Regions from separate parts of the Mus musculus genome. Here region 1 is linked to region 2. The links are chromatin contacts, called in public HiChIP or PLAC-seq maps. All regions are on one chromosome and are shown on one strand. Each heading gives the region's core, a stretch centred on a gene start, on an enhancer-like site or on the middle of the called end of the contact. The rest is flanking DNA. Distances are from core to core; before and after follow the strand shown. Region 1 overlaps Gm38899 (a long non-coding RNA gene). Region 2 has its middle 23 kb from the start of Gm32673.

What was found. HiChIP or PLAC-seq counts read pairs in DNA pulled down with a chosen protein or histone mark.
Region 1: a contact with region 2 is called in an H3K27ac HiChIP or PLAC-seq map of embryonic fibroblasts, with 15 times the contacts expected there. The contact joins two enhancer-like sites. A contact is called at or near these places in 1 of 15 datasets of contacts at CTCF or cohesin (pro-B cells), 8 of 484 Hi-C or Micro-C datasets (cerebral cortex, cortical neurons, differentiating embryonic stem cells and 4 more) and 1 of 115 datasets of contacts at active chromatin or transcription factors (embryonic fibroblasts).

What each region holds. Positions count from the first base shown.
Region 1 is chr6:126,486,174-126,488,873 of GRCm38.p6, forward strand. Gm38899 (a long non-coding RNA gene) reads right to left here. Exons shown (of 5, transcript XR_869437.2): 3 at 1,996-2,107; 4 at 1,574-1,716; 5 at 96-328. Among named protein-coding and RNA genes, the nearest start is that of Gm38899, 27 kb to the right of the region's middle. Within about 2 kb of position 1,253, at least 25 of the 459 cell types and tissues checked have an H3K27ac peak or open chromatin away from gene starts, as enhancers often do. A contact at or near this core is called in embryonic fibroblasts, where this site is marked.
Region 2 is chr6:125,406,238-125,408,937 of GRCm38.p6, forward strand. No RefSeq gene overlaps it. Among named protein-coding and RNA genes, the nearest start is that of Gm32673, 23 kb to the right of the region's middle. Within about 2 kb of position 1,339, at least 26 of the 459 cell types and tissues checked have an H3K27ac peak or open chromatin away from gene starts, as enhancers often do. A contact at or near this core is called in embryonic fibroblasts, where this site is marked.

The DNA.
Region 1 (2,700 bases), core at 3-2,502, 1.1 Mb after region 2:
CAGGAAGCCCTTTGTCTTTGTAAGTTAATTATCATGTGTATCTTGTTATGGTATCAGAAAGCTGATTAATGATAAAATAACATCTCACTTGCCTATTTACCTATATCTTTTTATTTTTATTTTTTATTTTTATTTTATTTTTTTGTATTTGGTTGTTTATTTATTTATTTATTTGGTTTTTCGAAACAGGGTTTCTCTGTATAGACTTGGTTGTCCTGGAACTCACTCTGTAGACCAGGCTGGCCTCGAACTCAGAAATTCACCTGCCTCTGCCTCTGCCTCCCAAGTGCTGGGATTAAAGGTGTGTGCCACCACACCCAGCCTGTATCTTAAAAAAAAAAAAAAAAAAAAAAAAAAGATTAAATAAATCTAAGAATAAGAGACCAGAGGCCAAACAAAAGATATTAGAACCTTCAGTGAGTTTCTGTTCTCTGTGCCATCTGTCATAACAGAGCAGACTCTTGGTTCTAAGTATCACAGATGATCATGTGAACATCACGTATTTCTGCTAAGCTCGCCCATGATTTTGTACCATGTCCCTAACAGTCCTAGGAGATACAAACTATTGTCTTCATGTTCCATTTGCAAAAGTGAATATACAGAGAGAGCAGCACTTTCTTACAAGCACCAACACTAGCAGAGAAGTCATTTCCTGTCCCAAATCCACCCCTAGCTAAGAGTCTTTACACCGGGTCATGTAGAATAAATATCCATCAAATGATGGGTTAACAATTCCCATGGCCCTGAGTTTATAGAGGATCAGGATATGAGTGTGCCCCCAAATTATAAATGTGAAAAATCTCCCACACTCTTCCAGGAACAACCCCCCCCCCCCCAGCTTTCCTTGAGATTTTCCCTCATGGTCAAAGAGACCAACAATGCAGGCATGAGAGGCTCAAGCCCACAGCTGGCTCACCTGCCCCTCTCTTCCCTTGGCTCCCATGGAAAAGAAACCCAACCTCCCCAGCCCAGCTTTGTGCTCCTGGGAGCTTTGGTCCCAGTGGTTGATTGGATTATCTTTATTGGTCTTTCTGCCATTATTAAATCTCTGGGGACGTGAACCAGATGTCCCCATTTGACCAGCCATTGTAGTTGTGTCCAGCAATGGCCAGCTGTTTGGGGCTCTGTTCACAGACTGTCTCATTTATCTTGGATTTCTTAGTGCCAGAAGCAAGCTGCTGGAGGAGAAAGGGACGCTCCTGACCTCAGGAGGAAAGTATGAGTCAGGAATCCAGGAAATGCCACAAAGCATCGCTTTCTTCCCAGCATGCACCCTCTCTGCCCAGCTAAGCCTTCGAGGTATGCTTTGTTTTCCTTCCTTTAAGAATCTGATCCAGGCATCTCCCCTTTCAGAAAAAGATTTCCCCGATCATCTCTGAAAAATCTGTTGCATTTTAAGGTTGATCCATAGAGGGATTAGCTTCTGGGTTTTAGTTCCACATCTTTAGCGAATCGGGGTAGCACAGCTGGATGGACAGCTTAGCTTCACACATCACTGAGGAAAGCTTTGGGTCCAGGAAATTGCTAAGGACCGTTAGCAACGTTTCGTGTCTCCTCCCTCCCGGCCTGTTACCTAGTTCCAAGACTTGAGACAAAGCACCGCTCCAACTTGAGTGGAAACAGAGGAGCTCCAACAGTATCGAACTTGCGTGGAGGCGTTGGAAAGGAGTGTACACTGAGCCATCAGGCACTTGTGTCGTGGTTCTGACTGCCCATCTGTGGGTTAGATCATCTCATGATTAACAAAGACATGGAGAAATACTTGCTACCTCTATCCAGAACTGAGGTGCATCACCACCAGACTTACATAAGCAACCTGGAGGGTGGGATCAAATTCATGGTTCTAATCCAGGCTTAGATACCAACCTAGACTCAATTTCTATGGAACTTGGTCTTGTTACAGATTTTTAACAGACTGTTACATACATGAACAGAATGTCTCTCTTTTTGAAATAGTGTTTGAAATATTTTAAAACAGCCTGTAGACATTCTCACCCTTCGTGAAGAACTTCTTACGTCATTTTCCGTAGTTCTCAGCACCCCGTGAACAGGCTCTGGATCCACTGGATGATGAATGGCCCGAGTGGAACTCCAAGTAAGACTGTAGCTGTTTTGAAACATTAGTATTACTTTACCATTGTCCTATCAATCTTTCTAAAGTATCATGACAAATCTTATTTATAACGTGAAATCCAAAGACCAGGAGACTGGTAAAGGGCTCACTAAATGTCTAATTATGCTTTATACTATGATGTGGGAATTGAAGTCATTCTGTAGAAAAATGCTCAAGACTCTGGGAAGGAGCCCCAAATACAAAGTTGGGTTAAGGACATGAGGCGACATGAGGCATATATGCAAATGAGTGCACCCATCCTCTTGTATCATGGATGACTCTCACAAGTGTAAAGTCAAATGAGAGATATAGCGCACCCAGAATAATACATACCTGAAAGGTCAGAAACAACTAAAACTTACCCACAGCAATGTAAGATGTCCAATTAACACCTCCTTCTGTAGACATGTGACTATTCTGTCATTGGGAAGACACTGGGCTTCTGAACTTTGGTAAGTTCCGTTTATTGATCTAGGTACAGGTTTGTAATGAGCTGTTTTCTTCCTGGCCACAAGCCTCCAGAATAATGACTCAGACTCAAAATATATTTACAAAAGGCTAGGCCATATAGCTAGGCTCATTCCTTA
Region 2 (2,700 bases), core at 89-2,588:
GATTCTGTGTCTTTGACTCTGCGCCACCGCACCCACAACCCCCAAGGGCAGGTAGGGTTGTGTGGTAAGTAGTCCAGAGCACAGGCAACACCACAGGGCTGTGGGTGCTGAGTGGGCCAAAGGGAACTGGGACAATACAGAAGGATGCTTCATAGTGTTGGTAGCAACACATATAGTTGAATCCAAAGGGTTTGGGGACACCCCTCCCTCTAAGTTACTCATACATGTGTGCATGTGTGTGCTCACGCGCGCGCACACACGCACACGCACACACACACACACACACACACACACACACACACACCTGATTTGAAATTTGCACATCACCGAAGCTCAGTGGTCACTATTTCCATTCATTTTGACTTAGAACAGGGTCAGGGAACTGAGTTCAGAAGTAGACAGCTTGGCCTACTGTGTACAAGGAAGTCCTTCGGTTTGATCCCTGGCACCAAAACAAAACACAAGCAAGAAAACTCCAAACAAAGCAAGCAATGAAGCCTGTACTGAACCACACCAGAACAAACCAAAACCAAGGCTGGTTCATGCCCTGAATTCCAGGGCTCAGGAGGTAGAGGCAGGAGGATCATTGCAAGTTGGAACCAGCCTGATCTGTATAGAAAGTTATAGGCCAGGGATGCACACCTGACCCCAGAAACACACAAACAATCCAAACCTCTTATACCCACAGAACACATTTGCAGGGTAAAGCATTGTGCTTCCGCCATTGATCAGAAGAGTGGGCTGAGGTGACACTGAAGAGCAGCTGGTAAGGAAACAATGAATGAAGAGGAAGTCTCCAGAGTGAGGAAGAATAGTTGCCAGCCATTCATCTGATAGAAGAAAAATATCCCGAATACACAGAGAACTAAAAACAAAAACAATGATCAGAGGCAAGAAAACAAAGGGACCAGTCAAAATGTGGTCCAAGGATTTAGAGATCTCGTTCTCAATGGAAGAAACAAAAATGGCTAAGAAATATCTCAAAAAGCGTTCATCGCTGTGGTGGTTTGAATAAAAATGGCCCTCATATGCTCATATGTTTGATTTTGAACACTCTGTCTTTAGCTAATAGAATCCTTTGGGAAGTATTTGGAGGCGTGGCCTTGTTGGAGGAGGTGTGGCCTTGATGGAGGAGGTGTGGCCTGGTTGAAGGAGGTGTGGCCTGGTTGGAGAAGGTGTGTCGCTGGGAGTCTCTCTGCCTGCTGCCTGTGCATCAGTATGTAAACTCTCAGCCCCACGAGGATCTGCCACAACGTTTCCTGCCATAATGATCATGAGCTAACCCTCTAAAACTGTAATCAAGGCCCCAACTAAATACTTTCTTTTGTAAGCATTGCCTTGGTCATGGTGTCTCTTCCCGGGAGTAGAACAGTGACTAAGTCAGTCGTTCTTAGTAGTTAGGGAAACAAAGATTAAAACAACTTTAAGATTTCATCTTAATCCAGTCAGAATAGCTAAGACCAACGAAACAACTGATTATAAATGCTGGTGCGGTTGTGGGGAAAGGGAACCCTCTTTCACTGTTGTTGGGAATATAGATCGGTGTGGCCACTCTGGAAAGCAGTAGAGGGAGGCCACAGAGCACTAAGAGTAAATTTACTGTATGACTCAGCAGAACCACGCCACTTGGCATAGGATTCAACACCCGAATCCACACATACTTGCTCAGCGAGTAGCTTGCTAGCCACGCTAGTCACATCAGGTAGGAAACGGAAGCAATCTGGGTGTTTTCCAACAGATGAACAGGTAATAAAAATACGGTACCTGTACAAAATAGAATACTCTTCAGCTGCAAAGAAAAGTGAAACCGTGAAATGTACAGGTAAATGAACGGATCTAGAAAAGATTCTCAATGATGGATAACATGGACTCAGAAAGGAAAACCCTACACGGTCTCATCTGTGGTTCCTAGCTCCAAATCCTCAGGTATGGTCATAAATTCATGGAGGAAGCACAAAAACTAGGGAAGTATAAAGGGACCATGCAGTGTGTGTGTGTGTGTGTGTGTGTGTGTGAGAGAGAGAGAGATAGAGAGAGACAGAGACAGAGACAGAGAGACAGAGACAGAGAGACAGAGAGACAGAGAGAGGTGGGGAGAGAGAGAGAAGGGGCGTGAGAGGGGATTAGCAGGATCAAGATGATTTTAAGTAGTAAGTGAAAAATAGGAAGGGCTTCAACTGGAAATGGGAGGTCAATACAGAAGGAGACAGATAAATGAAGAATGAATAACAACAAGGTTGTGTGTATGTGTGTGTGTGTGTGAGAGAGAGAGAGAGAGAGAGAGAGAGAGAGAGAGAGATCATGCTACTTGGGTTAACAATGCTCCCCATAGGAACCATGGACTAACAACTTCCCCACCCCGTACCATGTCTGAGAAATCTCGTTTTGAATGGCGGCAAGCATAGTCCTAGTGACTCCCAAGACAATAGAGTTGCCCTTGGTTGAGTCTCAAAGGTAAGCCCCTCCTGTTGAAGACACGACACAGGACACACGTAGGGAACAGGGCTATGTGAGCTAGGTCTAACCTGAAAGCCTCCTTCTTGCTGTCCACTTTTTATAGTACTAGAAGGTGCTGTGCAGGCTGCCAGTGCAGGGAACGGAGTGATAGCCTTATCCAGCTGTGACCTCCATGAACCAGCAAGGCACCATAGCTGTAAAGGTGCAGTAGTGGCACTCACGTTGGTGGTAACCAACTACTGA